2 separate regions of the Sus scrofa genome follow, and region 1 is linked to region 2. The links are chromatin contacts, called in public Hi-C maps. All regions are on one chromosome and are shown on one strand. The core of a region is the stretch at or near the end of the contact, and the rest is flanking DNA. Distances in the headings are between cores, read along the strand shown.

Region 1 (3,016 bases), core at 28-2,527, 110 kb after region 2:
CTTCCTTGGTCTGTTATTTTTTTAGTCATCAAGGGAAAAAGGGTTTTGTTTGTTTGTGTTTCATTTTCATGACTTGATTTAGAGGGAAGGTTTTCTTTTCCCGTTAATAATCTGGGAACTATAAATATAGCCCTAGAGTCTTGAGAATATTTAGATAAACAAAGTATTTGTTTAATCTCTTGTATGGAATGTATGTGTACAGAATCCATCTCCCACTATTTCTTTGTAAATTCTCTTATTGAACTACTTCAAAGTAAGATTTCATAAATCTTGAATTACATTAACTGTTCTTTGGGTGGATGGATTGTCTTTTAAATAAAACAGATCTTTGCAAGTGAGACTCTTAGAACCCTGTGCCTTTGCTATAAAGAAATTGAAGAAAAAGAATTTGAAGAATGGAATAAAAAGTTTATGGCTGCCAGTATAGCCTCAAGCAACCGGGATGAAGCTCTGGACAAAGTATATGAGGAGATTGAAAAAGACTTAATTGTGAGTTTTAACCTTCATAACAGTTTCCTTGATATTCCAAACAGAATTGGAGATTTTATTTTTATTACCTTTTTTTTGGCTACACCTGCAGTCCATGGAAGTTCCTTGGCCGGGGCTGAACCCGGGCCTCAGCAGCAACCCAAGCTGTTGTGTGAGAATGCCAGATCCTTAGCCCGCTGCACCACAAGAAAACTCCAAGTTTTATTACATTTTTGATCTTGTGCTTGAAAGATAATTCTTACTTCCATATTTGAAATTGGTACAGGTCAGCTGAATTTCTTTTGTTCGGCAAGCAAAATAGAAGTTGCCATTATGAGAAACCAAAGACAGAAAATATTAGGAGATTGTGATTCTGTTATTTTCATATCACTTATTGTAATTTTTACACATTAATAAACCACCACATACTCACTACATTGTGAGAATTACTGAAATGATTTACATTTCCTAAAATCTTGAAATAAGAAAAATATACCATTGGTAAAGAGATTTTTCAAAGTTTAACATGTATTGCCTGTGGAGTTTAAAGAGAAATGTTCAACAGATAGCCAGTATTGACCTTTACCAGGAGAACTTGGTTTGCGTTTGTATAGAGTAGTATACACACAATGAAAGTATATTTTTAATGTTCTTGATTTGTACTTAGATTTTTTGTCTTGGCAAATGAAGAAAAAAGTGTTTGGCTGTTTGGTTTTTGGTGTGAAACACAGCTACCTTCCCTGAAAATGCCATTGTCCCCAGTAGAGCACCTACTGGGGTTTAAAAGTAGCCCTTCTTTCAACAGGTTGGCAGCTGTTACAGAACGTGTTTTTGCTTATGTGCTAATTCCTCTCTCTTAATGTACAATCCAGCTATTGGGAGCTACAGCTATTGAAGACAAGCTACAGGATGGCGTCCCAGAAACCATTTCAAAACTTGCAAAAGCTGACATTAAGATCTGGGTGCTTACCGGAGACAAAAAGGGTAATGCGGTTGGCAGGGAAGTGTATTTGTTAATGCACAATTATTTATAGCTCCTGTTTCCCTTGCTCAAGGTGACCTTCGTAGACTTTCATCCTGAACAAACACTGTCCATTTCTTAGGGGCGGAGATGCTTTCCCTAAGGAGTCCCTTCTGTTATTCCAGCCCTCACTGACCGCATCCTTCCTGAAACTCCCTCAGTAGCAGAGTGTGTTACTTATAATTGAACTCCTGGTTGTGGCTCGCTGATTGTGTTTTGTCTTATCGCTCCAGCCAGACATGGGGTCCTATCCTGAAAGGGCCACCACTCTGGTCCCTCCTGTCCTCCCCAGTGCTTTGACATCTGTTGGGCAGAGAGTGGAACAGGACAAAACGCTAAACAACAACTTTTGTTTTCTTTGGCCCTTTTATTGCTTGAAAATTATAATTAAAATATTATATCCAAGGGAAGATTTTTTTAAATTTAGACCTCAACAAGTTGTTCGCACTGATTCTTTACTCCACAGGCCTCTCCTAAGAATCTAGATCATTTCTCTTACTCTGCTTGACATCGTTGATGGGTTACACACTCTGATAAGCTAAGGGATTAAGTCTGACCCTAAACAAATAACAATGTTGTTGTTGTTGTTTGTGGTGGTGTTGGTGGTGGGAAACAGAGGAAAAAACTCTGATAGGTGCCTCATGTAAGGGCTTACGGATATGGTAATCCTTGTTCTCCCCCCCATAACAGAATTATTAAACCCCATGAACTAAATGTGTTCGGTATTTCAATGAACGTTGATTTATTAAATAACCAATTTGTGTATTTGATATTATAGCACTTTTATTATTGAAAACATCTCAACCAGGCTTTGACTTACACTTATTTATTCATCTATTCACTGATTTATGGGGGAAAAATTGTTGCATTATGTGATTTCCATCCACTGCTACAGCAAAACAGCATCTTTGATTGAATCTGTGTCATTTCATCCATTGAGAAAATCATCGTTACTCTAGTCCATTATTAAATTCATCAGTAAGAATGACATTTGACTTAATTTTTGTCTGTTGTAGAAACTGCTGAAAATATAGGGTTTGCCTGTGAACTTCTTACAGAAGATACCACTATCTGCTATGGAGAAGATATAAAGTGAGTAGGGGGTCTGCAGTATGAAAGAATGGAACTTCTCATTTTTATAAAAGCAAGACTAGACCCAGTAGACAAAGCAGATACAGAGAAACCGGAGCTAGAATGTGTCACTTGCTACAGTTTCCTTGAGTTCAAATGAAGCACGGAAACCACACGTAGCTCCAAGTTACCATGGTCTGACCTTATGTTGCAAGGGGCCATTTTTCTGCATTCCTTGGAAGCCTGCAGGACGTGCCTGCTGAAAAAGGAAGTGGGCTTGGGAGAGACATCACTACCCAATTAATATGAATTATATGCATTTTTTTTCTCTTTCAGCCTTTAGTGATTTGTCTTGTTCACTCCCTTGAAAATGAAAATTGATGTGGAAAAAGAATAATAGATACCTAATCTTCTAGTGCAATGGTTCTCAACTAGGGAGGCGGGAAGGGGTGGGGT
Region 2 (2,900 bases), core at 282-2,781:
ATTTTTTTTTTTTTTTGGTCTTTTTTGCCATTTCTTGGGCCGCTGCCACGGCATATAGAAGTTACTAGGCTAGGGGTCGAATCGAAGCTGTAGCCACTGGCCTACGCCAGAGCCACAGCAAAGCGGGATCCGAGCCGAGTATGCAACCTACACCACAGCTCACGGCAACACCGGATCGTTAACCCACTGAACAAGGGCAGGGATCGAACCCGCAACCTCATGGTTCCTAGTCAGATTTGTTAACCACTGCGCCACAACGGGAACTGTCCTATACATTTTTAAATTGGGTTGTTTGCTTTTTTGATATTAAGTTGTATGAGCTGATTATATATTTTGGATATTAACTCTTTTTGGTTATATCATTTGTTAATATTTTCTTCTGTTCAGTGGGTTGTCTTTTTGTTTTGTTGATGGCAACCCCCCCTCAACCAAATCTTTAGTCTGCATCTAGTTGATGCCTGCTTCCAGGCCCCAGTTCCCTCCCTAGTCTTGTTTTACCACTGTAATGCCAGTCATCTGGTCTACCCTTGTGTTATCTGGCTTTTAGAGCTTTACTCTGCTGTTGGGTTCAAAAACGAAGCACTGGAAGAAACCATGTGAGATCCAGACTTATTTTATGGATGAGGAAACTGAGACCCAGAGAAATTAAATGACTGACCAGCACCACCTAGTCAAAGATTAAATGTAACTACTGAAAAAGAAACTCAGAGCAGTCTAGAGTTTAACAGTATCAGTTGAGTCTTTCATACACTTAAAATCAAATTAGTAGACCACTCTTTGAATACCCTCTCCATGCAACACTGATCCCTAAATCCCTGGGTCTTTGAATTCCACCCCAAGCATGGCTTCTTCAATGAAGTTCCTTAAGCCCCAGTTGGAAGTCTGAACTCTTAGACCGAAGATCTGGGGCTTTCTGATCTACCACAACTAGTTATTTGTCTATGAGTCCTATCTCCCCTATACATTTTAAGTAAACTATAATTTATCTTTGACTTTCCTCCATTCTTATCCCAAAGACTTGTACAGAGCAGGTGCGCAGTGAAATTCTGCGGAACAAAGTTTCTGGTGTAATGGGGTGGGGGGCAATTCAAGCGCCCAGACACCAGGTAGCAACCATGCAAGTGAGTCCAAAATTTTCAAATGCATCGTGCCATTCGTCCGCTGCACCCTGAGTCCTTTTGACTCCAAACCCATAAAGGTGAGAGAGTTTGGTTTCAGTAGAAAGTCAGCTTGCTGCAATTACAAGTTTCTCGAAATCTTTCAGCAGCGCCCTCTCTTCCTCTACTCTCAGAGCGGCGAAGTGCGACCCGCATCGGTGACCAGCCCGGGAACGTGACTTGGCGTGGAGAGGGTATAGCTCCCCTTACCGAGGGAGCTCAGGTCCCAGGCGAACGGCGGCCTCGCCAGCTTTCCGGGCTGACGCGATCACCGGGCTAAGCGGCGGCCAGCCTGACCGAGGGCGGTGGGAAAGTGACGCGAGGCTGGCGGGGCGGGGTGGCAATCGCGTCCCCAAGGAGGCGGGAGCGTCGGGGGAGTTGAGAGCGGGCCAGACGAGGAGAGGAGAGCGCTCGGGCTTCAGCCGGGGTCTCCATCTGCCGCCGGGGCGTACCGAGGGCGCGGGGCTCGACCTGGGCGGTGTCTGCTCGCTCCGGGGCTCGCCGTCCAGCTCCTCTCCGCCCCCGGGAGGGATAGAGGGAGGGCAGAAGGCCGGGCCCGCCCCCCGCCCCAGCCCCAGCCCCAGCCCCGCGCGGCGGCCGCGGCAGCCAGAAGGAGACAGGAGGCACCACCCGGGAGCGGAGAAACCAGTTTGGCCAGTCCCTTGGAGCGGAGGGAAAAGGAAGGCCGCAGAGGAAGGGGGCGCGGACGCGGGGCGGGGTAAGGCGAGGAGCCATTGGGAGCTGCGAGAGCCGGAGGAGCCGCCGCCAACTGGACACGCTTCCCGGGGCCACGGGCCAGCCCCCGCGCGCCATGAAGAGCTAGCGCGGCTGCCAGCGCTGGGGCCCGGCGGACCGCGGCGGCGGCAGCGGTGGGCAGGTGCGCAGCGAGCGCGCGGAGAGGCGTGCACCCGGCGGATGCCCCAGCCGGGGCCCATCGAGCGCCAGGTAAGAAGGAGCGCCGCGCCAGGGCCCCTAATCTGCCCCACCCGCCGGACCCTCAGGTCCCCTGGCGGCCCCGGGGCGGCGGACTCCAGGGATCCGGGATGCAGTGGCAGCAGCTGTCCGCACCCTCGAGCTTCTGAGCCCACATGGATGGAATTTGGGTGGCGATGCCGGGGCTTTTGCGGTCTCGGGGACGTGAAGACACAGCTGGTGGGGCAGGCAGCACTGACGAAGGCCAGGGGGGTTTCACCTTCGGGGAGAAGAGGGGAATCGCGGGAGGTGTCTGAATTCTTCGCTCCTTTGCTATCCACACGTCCCGGCTTCAAGACTGAGTATCAAACCTGGCAGGGCTTGTGGGTCCTTGAGGAGGGCCGCTGGCTTCCCTGCAATGTCTGGGTCCCTCTGGAAGACCCTCTTGGCAAGATTCTGCTGGGGCCCCCTTGGGAACTTATATAAACGCGTTGGAAAAAGACCTTAGGGCCGAAGGTACCCGCCGTCCCTTCGGGGAGGGATGGAGGGTGGGATCTTCTCCATCGCGCCTGCTGCGGGATCAGGCACCTTCTAGACGTCTTCCGTCGACCTTAATGCCCGTTGGGCGGTGATGGGGAAGGATGTTTTCCCCTGTGACTGTAAGGTCCTATCTGCCAACTCCCGTGGCATTCCCAACAGGCCACCTCCTTCCCTCCCTAGTTTGGTGCCCGGCGCTGTCCCCTCGCTGTGTGCGTGCGGAGTGGCAACTTGTTGGGGGAGGGGTGATGCAGAGAATAGAGAGTGCTTTAACACCCCCACTTCCTCACTCCT

The links. Hi-C and Micro-C count contacts between places; a contact is called where the count stands out from the background.
Region 1: a contact with region 2 is called in a Hi-C map of fetal heart ventricle, with 2.7 times the contacts expected there. The contact joins the enhancer-like site here to the promoter of ATP8B1 in region 2. A contact is called at or near these places in 1 of 5 promoter capture datasets (liver), 5 of 47 Hi-C or Micro-C datasets (embryonic fibroblasts, fetal heart ventricle and liver) and 1 of 2 datasets of contacts at active chromatin or transcription factors (skeletal muscle).

Annotation. Positions count from the first base shown.
Region 1 is chr1:163,043,759-163,046,774 of Sscrofa11.1, forward strand. ATP8B1 (phospholipid-transporting ATPase IC) reads left to right here. Exons shown (of 28, transcript XM_021100031.1): 18 at 325-489; 19 at 1,341-1,452; 20 at 2,506-2,581. Among named protein-coding and RNA genes, the nearest start is that of SLC51B, 36 kb to the right of the region's middle. Within about 2 kb of position 1,278, at least 1 of the 83 cell types and tissues checked has an H3K27ac peak or open chromatin away from gene starts, as enhancers often do.
Region 2 is chr1:162,934,678-162,937,577 of Sscrofa11.1, forward strand. It overlaps ATP8B1 (phospholipid-transporting ATPase IC), which reads left to right and starts at 1,532. Exons shown (of 28, transcript XM_021100031.1): 1 at 1,532-2,102.